Regions from separate parts of the Anas platyrhynchos genome. Here region 1 is linked to region 2. Evidence: chromatin contacts called from public Hi-C data. All regions are on one chromosome and are shown on one strand. Each heading gives the region's core, a stretch centred on a gene start, on an enhancer-like site or on the middle of the called end of the contact. The rest is flanking DNA. Distances are from core to core; before and after follow the strand shown.

Evidence for each region. A called contact is a pair of places that touch in the nucleus more often than the background predicts.
Region 1: a Hi-C map of liver shows a contact between it and region 2, with 1.8 times the contacts expected there. The contact joins the enhancer-like site here to the promoter of ACAD10 in region 2. A contact is called at or near these places in 2 of 8 Hi-C or Micro-C datasets (liver and skeletal muscle).

The regions. Positions count from the first base shown.
Region 1 is chr16:2,182,102-2,186,313 of IASCAAS_PekinDuck_T2T, forward strand. ATXN2 (ataxin 2) reads left to right here. Exons shown (of 24, transcript XM_072024483.1): 8 at 2,023-2,220; 9 at 2,739-2,917. Among named protein-coding and RNA genes, the nearest start is that of ATXN2, 21 kb to the left of the region's middle. Within about 2 kb of position 1,445, at least 2 of the 8 cell types and tissues checked have an H3K27ac peak or open chromatin away from gene starts, as enhancers often do.
Region 2 is chr16:2,138,272-2,142,292 of IASCAAS_PekinDuck_T2T, forward strand. ACAD10 (acyl-CoA dehydrogenase family member 10) reads right to left here and starts at 2,275. Exons shown (of 15, transcript XM_072024163.1): 1 at 2,143-2,275; 2 at 663-1,229; 3 at 375-523. The coding sequence starts at 690. BRAP (BRCA1 associated protein) reads left to right here and starts at 2,232. Exons shown (of 12, transcript XM_038187363.2): 1 at 2,232-2,458; 2 at 2,536-2,682; 3 at 3,249-3,450. The coding sequence starts at 2,377.

The DNA of each region.
Region 1 (4,212 bases), core at 195-2,694, 43 kb after region 2:
ATAACCTGAATCCAGAAGAAGTGTACAGTCTGCTGCAGTTACTTTGGGAATGGATCCACACTGCCCTTAGTCTGCAGCTGTTGTGTTAACTGCAACTGCAAAACAAACCAGTTGCAGATGTTGAACAACCATCATGAAACGATTTTAATGTTTGCCCATTCTTTTTACCCCCAAAATAATAAACTGGCTTTGAATGTCCAGGAATTGCAGTGATTTTTAGGTGCTGTAGAATTGGAGTACTTGTCTACAAGTTTCCTGTTCAACAATTTGATTTTTACTATTTTGTTAAAGTAGATCTATAATATGATGATAAAGTCTTAATTGGCTTATATCTGAATCCTAGGGAAGCGTGGTTAGAGTGGTGAAGTATGCTAAAGTGCTCTTTATACTTTTGAACTTTAGTCTTCCATCCATTTTATGGTTATTGATGGAAACAGATCAAAACCATGAAGGTGGCTTTAAATCACTAGAGAAAAATTCCGTGCTGATCAGCTGCTGTACGGGCTTCTCTCATTGCCAGGGTTTGAAACAATGCCATCTTGCCTATCCCCTTTGCTTCATCTTTAATTGCATTTTAGAAAATCACATTTAATAAAATGTGAAATTGTTCTTATGTTTAAGTTACCTATAATGCCACCACGTACATCCCCTCCTTTTTTCAGTCTTAAAAACGTCACTTTAAATGAAAGAACATGTGTTGGGTTTCTCCTTTCTTGTCCAGGTTTGTATGCATTATGTTCATGAATCTCTTGTTTGTCAGCCAAAGCTTCATGCTGAAGGGCAAGGATTTTATTTCATACTCTTACAGTTACCATTGATAATGCCAGTAGATGTCCCACCTGGCCAAAAGCGTGTGTTTGGGGGGGAAAACTTGTGGTGCAGTAGCTGAGTGCCGGCTTGAAACTGGCAAACCCACTTGTTTTCCTAGTTCCGCCTCCAACACTTGAGTAATCTTGCATATATTTTCATACTTGGTCTGTACCTCCAATTACTTCCTTTGTTCTTTTTTTGTATTATTCAAAATATGCGCAGTAGTGATTATCTAATACCAAGTATTACGTTGTCAAAGCCTCAGCCGTGTTCCCTATATAGCTTATTCTAAAGTAAGGTCAGATGAAACAACTTTTAGAACTCAAAATTTGAACCAAAGGCAAAGAGCATAATAGTTTTGTAAAACCTGATGCTTGAACAAAAATTAGAACAGGTAAAAAAAAAACACAAACAAGCAAAAAAACACACACAAAAAAAAACACAAGCAAACCCACAGATGGACAGAAGGAACTGCCAGCTATGATGTCCTTCTGTACATAGTTATTTTAGTATTTTGTTGCTCATGTATTGAGTTCTTACTTGATAGTTTTCCCAAGAGAGCTACATATGCGTCTTGCAATATGGTATTACCTAATAGCATAACACATGGGATGAATGGTTTTGAGGTTCTAGGACACGGCAAATGAGTCATGGGTTTCTGGTCCCATGCTCTGATGTATTGCATCTCTTCTGCAGTTATTCATAACAGGAAGAGCCGAGATTCTGCGGCTGTAATTATCAAAGGATTAAGTTTGTAACTCTTAATTTCAATAGGACTGGGGACTCTTATGTCTATTGTGAATGTGTAAATGGCTAAAGAAATTCAAATTTGGTCTCTTGCATTCACTTCCTATCTAAACAATAGACTAGGGCTTTTTATTGCTAATGTACTCGACCGTGTTAAAAGTTGGAGCCTTTGCATAGCTTTAGGGATTGGGGAATCCACAAGTCGTACAGAAAAACTCTCCACCCTGACCATAGCTCTCTGGGCAGGTAAATAACACAGAATTTGCACGTAATGTCAGACCAGTCCAGGAATTTTGTCACGCTTACACTAAAAAACCACAGCAATCTCCTGGCTTAAAAGCAGTTTGTGTTTTATTTATTTATTTATTTAAACATCACTTGGTTAGAATTAACATTGTAATTTTGTAGATTCTTTGTACTTTTGAATGCATTTCTGAGGTTCTTTTCCTTTCCATTGTCTTTTAGGGTGCCATTAGAAAGAGATAATTCAGAAGAGTTTTTAAAACGAGAAGCCAGAGCAACTCAATTAGCAGAGGAAATTGAATCAAGTGCCCAATACAAAGCTCGGGTTGCCTTGGAAAATGATGAAAGAACAGAAGAAGAAAAATATACTGCTGTTCAGAGAAATGCTAATGAACGAGAAGGGCATAGTGTGAACACTAGGTACTGGCATACACTATGAATAGTATTTTTATTTAAATGATGTACATATTTTGGTGAAGTAGCAATTTACTCATTGAAAATGTGCTTTTTCAGCAGGGCTGATTAGGTTAGGAATCTTGTGTAAACAATTGCGTGCTGTTTTTGGCACTCATGCTGACTTGTACACCTCTGCCTGGCCCTGTATTATCTGTAATGAAACAGACTTCTCCATTCTGATATTTCACTGTGGTGAATTCATACCAAATTACAGGAAAAGGCAGTGGTTTCAGCATGTCACGGAGAATTTTGGGCGTTAGTACTAAATCATTCACTGTCTGTGGGCTCATAGGAAGTGGAACGTGTGGTAAGTATCAAAGGGTAAATTCATGAGGTGATCATTAGGTCAACATCAGATTATAAATTAAATTTTCCTTGAGCTTGATTTAAGAAAGACGAAGTATCAATAGAACCCTTGAACAGGTACTTTTCGTTATCTTCTAGTTCTTCCTCAACGCTGATACAAATTTGCTCTGTTTCAGGGAAAATAAATATGTCCCACCTGGACAGAGAAACAGAGATGTCTTGTCTTGGGGAAGTGGAAGACAAAACTCACCAAGGATGGGCCAGTCTGGATCAGGCCCACCAATTTCACGGTCTGGATCCCATACTTCAGATTTCAGTCCTAATTCTGGAGCAGATCAAAGAGTGGTTAACGGAGGCAAGTATCTGAAGTCTAAATGAATGTGCCTTATAAAATGCAGTCATTTATTTAATTATGTTGAAACTGCATATGATGTGGTTTTAGGATGTTTATTTCATAAGCTGGGCTAGCATACATCATTTAACACAGAGGTGGTGAGTTTCATTTGGGTTTAACTCAGTGACAACAAAACATTCATTTGACTGCACTGTGCGTAGCTTTGCAGAGCAGAAATGTCACTTGGTTTCTACCTTTGTCTCGGATGATGGTGCAGTCTGCGGTTTTAAAGATGAAAAATTGCTTTATGTATTTTTTTTTTTTTACTACTGCTGAGCTCTGTCGAGGAATAGCAATACTGACATCTAGTGAAAGGGAGGTGGCAGCTGTACTGGAGGAAGTGTCAATCTTCCTTCCTGGAGCATGGATCAATTCAGCGTCCTATCAAAAAGAATAAAGCAACTTGCTGACTTCACCACAACGTGGGTGGAGAAATCATTGATGGGAAAGTAAGAGAAGTTATTACAGGAAAAGTAATTGAGTCTCCTCTTCAGATAGCTATTTGAGTGTTTTCTGCTGTGCACGTGGGTGATGTAAACAGACATCGCTACGCACTGTATAGCAGAAGGTTCATAACCAAATACCATTCTTTGAGAGAAGGATTTTAGCAGCAGCCCATCCTTGAGGCATTATTTGTATAGGTTAATAATACTATTATACGAGATTGCTGTGATTTAAAATAAATAAATAATGAAAATACTCAAGTGCCTCTATCTGGAGGGGAGGTCTGAGAAATATTTAAAGGTAAGTGAAGCTTTCTTCTTACATACAGCCAGCTGTATAAAGGACGTACAACTGAGTCTTGCCCAAACAATGCTAAACATTGAAATTCGTTTGTAGTATTCGTGGTTTGTGCCATCCTATTACTTTGCCGAATCAACATCATATACTTAGCATACTCAAAATGGCTTGTGAATTAAATTTATTTTGAAAACAATGAACCCTATACCCTAGATTAGAATACTACATTAATACTGCAGATAACAGATAAAAGCATAAATGTCAAGATTCAGACACTGAACACCGCTGTTTTTTGTAAAGATACAGTTCCTAGAATTGATACTGCTCATCATTTGGTTTGAAAGTAGTAGTTTGTGCGTTCAATACTATATGTGAACCACTGTTTGAGAACCTCTGGTAGCTGTTTAAGGACCTTGTCAAGACTGATGCGTACTGTAGAACATATATATGACAGGCTAACAGATCAAACTTTACTGTCTATTCCTTAGTAGTATTTGTAGATCCTAATTAACCCT
Region 2 (4,021 bases), core at 1,025-3,524:
TCCATCTGTCAAGCACATTCACGTATGAACTAGCAGCAGAAGCCTTTCAGCTGGCCTTTGATTCTCTGATTTCTCATCTCAGGTGATCCCAGAGGTGTCTTCAGATCAGAAAGCTATGAAATATGGAGGAGGAGGCTGGTGGAAGTGAAGGCAAGTTCTGCTCACCATCCTGCCTGGGTAGCAGAATGATAACGGCAGTGAGAAGCCTGCCCTGATCAGACAGCAATGCTTCCCAGGTGGTAAATCCAAACCCTTCCTTGAAGGATTTATTTTAAAAGCTCCCCTTTCCTTACTGAACCACCAGGTTCCCATCTTGCAGAACCCATTTCCCTGCAGTCAGGAAGCACAAAGAGAGGAAGGGGTAGCTGGCTTACAATCTCAAAGCACTGCTGTCCCAGCTCCTGCAAGAACTCCACAGTCGTCAGCTCTCCTCTTGAGTACTTGAGAGAGGGACTGTTTTCCCCTCCAGAGGTTACAGCTTGTTGGATGGTGCCAGCTGGAATACAATTCTGGGCCTCCCAGTCTATGTAGAGAAAAGAAAGCCAGGAAAGAGCACATATGGCATCATCAGAACTGGGAAACTTGCTTCAAATCCCTCTGCAACCCTGAAACCTGACAGATAAGACTAATGAGAACCGATGTGATGGGCTGAGATAATTTACCTAGACACAGAGATAAGAGGTTTAGCATTTCCCCAGACAAAGCACCCCGTCTTTATTTTTGGCGTGGTACCCTTGGGGTAAAAACACAGCTCTTTGTGTCCTGCAGGGCAGTGCCAACGTTAGGTGCTATCAACCAGTGCCATTACAGGGCCGATTTATCACCAGAAGTGGCCGGGCCCTGGCCTGGAGATGTCAACACGGTTGCCAGCTGCTGACAGTTCTAGCGCTTCTGATGGCGCAATCGGGAACGCTGCACAGCGAGCGGTGACCATCGCAGCCTCTGCAGCTTCTCCAACATCTCACCCGCTGCAGAGCCAACCGCCAGCGCCATTTGAAGCGGATTTTACCTACACGCACAGGAACGAGAAGACTGGATGAGAAATGAGAGCACGCACCCGCGGCCGTCCTGTGTGGGGCCGGGAGGAGCACCCCGCTCGCGTCCCAGACCACGGCTCTGTAAGGGCTCCGGCCACATCGCATCCACCGGGCTGAGGCAGTGGGCGGCGGGGCCACGGCCCAACGTGGGCAGGGGGAGCGGGCAGCGCGCCTCAGGAACATGTCCCGGCCCTGTGGAAACATCAAGGGGGTCACAGCGACGGCCGGGGCAGCGCCTGATACCCAGCGGGGCTCTGAGGGGGAACCGGGGCTGAGCTGCGGGACGCTAAGGGGCAGGTGGGAGGGGAAAGGACTGAGGCGTTTGGGGGCATTTGGAGGTGTTTCAGGGAGTTTCGGGGGTGCTTTGGGACATTTTGAGGCATTTTGGGACGTTTTGTGGTGTTTGGGGGCGTTTTAGGGGCATTTTGAGATGTTTGGGGGTGTTTGGCGGGGCTTTGGGGTGTTTTAGGGGAATTTTGAGACGTTTGGAAGTAGTTTGGTCCATTTTGTGGTAGTTTGGGGCGTTTTAGGGGCATTTTGAGGCATCTGGGGGCATTTTAGGGGCATTTTGAGGTGTTTGGGGACCCTTTGGGCTGTTTTGTGGTGTTTGGGGGCCATTTTAGGGCCATTTTAGGCCATTTTGAGGTAATTCATGGTGTTTGGAAGCTTTTTAGAGGCGTTTAGGACCATTTTGGAGCACCTTGTGGTGTTTGAGGGGCATTTTGGGGCACCTTGTGGCGTTTGGGGGGGCATTGTGGGCCATTTTGAAGCATTTCATAGCGTTTGGGCGCTTTGGGGCCATTTTGAGACACTCAGTGGCGTTTTGGGGGCCATTTTGGGGCACTTTGCGGCATTTGGGAGCTTTGGGGCCATTTTGAGACACTGTGTGGCGTTTTGGGGGCACGTTGGGGCCATTTTGGGGACACTTTGTGGTGTTTTGCAGCCGTTTCAGAGCCATTTTAAAGCACTTTGGGCCACGAGGCCCAGCCCTGCGGCCTGCCCGTGCAGGATCACAGCCCCCCCCCTCCCCCCCTCCCCTCAGGCCGGGCATTGCCAGGCCCCGGCTCCGGCTTCACCCCGCGCGCCAACTCTCGCGAGAACTCACCGCCAAACCTCGCGAGAACCACGCCAGCCCCCCGCGGCGAGCCCCCTCTCTCCCCACACCACCCAGCCCCGCCCCCTCGTGACGTCATCACGCCGACGTGACCCGGCGGGGTCAGAGGGGAGAGGTGCGCGAGGCGGAAGCGGCGCCTCAGAGCTCCCGGTGGCGGCGGCGGAGGAGGAGGAGGAAAAAAAGGAGGCGGCGGCGGGGCCGGGCGGGGCCGTGCCGGGCCCACCCATGAGCGTGTCGCTGGTGGTGATCCGCCTGGAGCTGGGCGAGCACTCGCCGCTGCCCGCCGGCTTCGCCTACAGCGCGGCCGGTGAGTGCGGCCTGCTCCCGGTAGGGCCTACACCGGGAGCTAGGCCTTGATGTTTACCCCCCCCCCTCTCCTCACAGCTCCCGACATGGCGGCGGACAGCAGCGGCGCGGCCCCGGCCTGCCTGCAAGGGAAGGGCCCCGGGGAGCGGGCGGCCATCCTGCACCAGCACCTGGGCCGCAGGGAGCTCACCGATGTCATCATCGAGACCATCCGGCCGCGGGCAGGTACGGGGAGGGGGTGTGGGGGGTGCCCGGTGCTGGCAGGAGCCTGCTGCTGCTACTGGGGTGCTCCCCGGTGGGGTCTGGTATCTAGAAAAGGGGGTCCAGGGGGTTGGTTGGGTTTTGGGGGGGTTTAAGGGAAGGAGTGCCCGGTTACAGTAGTGTCTGGGTTGTGGTGGTGTCTCTGATGCCCCCAGAGCAGCGCAGGAGGAGCTGACACCACGGCGCTCGCCTTGCTTGTGCTTGGCAAACCCGTCCAGGTTGCTCTGTGTTGGTGATGGCAGCTGGCAGGATTTAACCTGGCACCAAGCAGACCCCGCCTGTCAGGGTTTAACCCGGCACAGGTCAGAACTCGCACACCAGGGTCTTGCTACGGGCTCTCACTGGACTTTTGGCAACTCCCCAGAACCAAAAAGCTGAGCTGGGTCTCATTCTGCCACCTTCCAGGGGTACAGTTTGATTCCTCACAGTTCAACTTCTCAGTCTGGTTGCGTTCCTGCAGGCTGTGCTCAGGGAACAGTGAGCGTTTCTCGTGTGTGGTTAGTAATCTGAAAGCTTCTGGTTTGTAAAAGATGAACCAAAAGGTGCCGTGGAAGGAAGGAAATCTTCGGAGGCTGCATCTGCTGAGGACAAAACCAACCCCGATGAGCAGAGCAAAGAGCGTGAGGCTGCTCCGGACTCGCCTTCCAAGCAGCTCCCTGACCAGATCTCCTTCTTCAGCGGGAATCCGTCGGTTGAAATCGTTCACGGCATCATGCACCTGTACAAAACAAAGTAAGGATGCCTGACTCACGGCAGCTCCCTGGGAGCCACGCTCCTGAGCCGTGAGGCCAGCAGGAAGGGCGGGTCAGTCGCCCCGGGCTGTGGCAGGCAGGAAGGGTGACCCAAACCCACGGGCCTGGGGTGGTGCTGGAGCTCGGGGTTGGCTTGGAGCTGGCTGTAAGAAATGGGGTTCCTAAAAAAAGGGAAAAAAGCAGTTTCTCGAGGGATCCTGCAGTTGAATTGTGGTCTGCAGGGTCTTGGCGGCAGGCCTGAGGAGCTCCCTGAAGCAGGAGGCTTCGTCCTGTGTTTCAGGGCTTATAATTCCACTCCCTTTCCTGGCAATAGCACGAGAAATTCCATTTCAGATCTGCCTGAGAGCTGTCAGGAGACACAAAATGAGCATTTGAAATGGGAACAAACATTGCTCATTTGTTCTAGGAGTAGTTCTGAGTATCTGTGGCTTGTCAACTTCAATTGTTTTTCTCAAAAACAGCTGTCAGGTTATTCCTGAAGCAGCCATTATTTATTGGAGCTGCTGTTTTAATCCTTTGCTAAAAAGTGAGAGTTTCGTGTGGGTATTAAG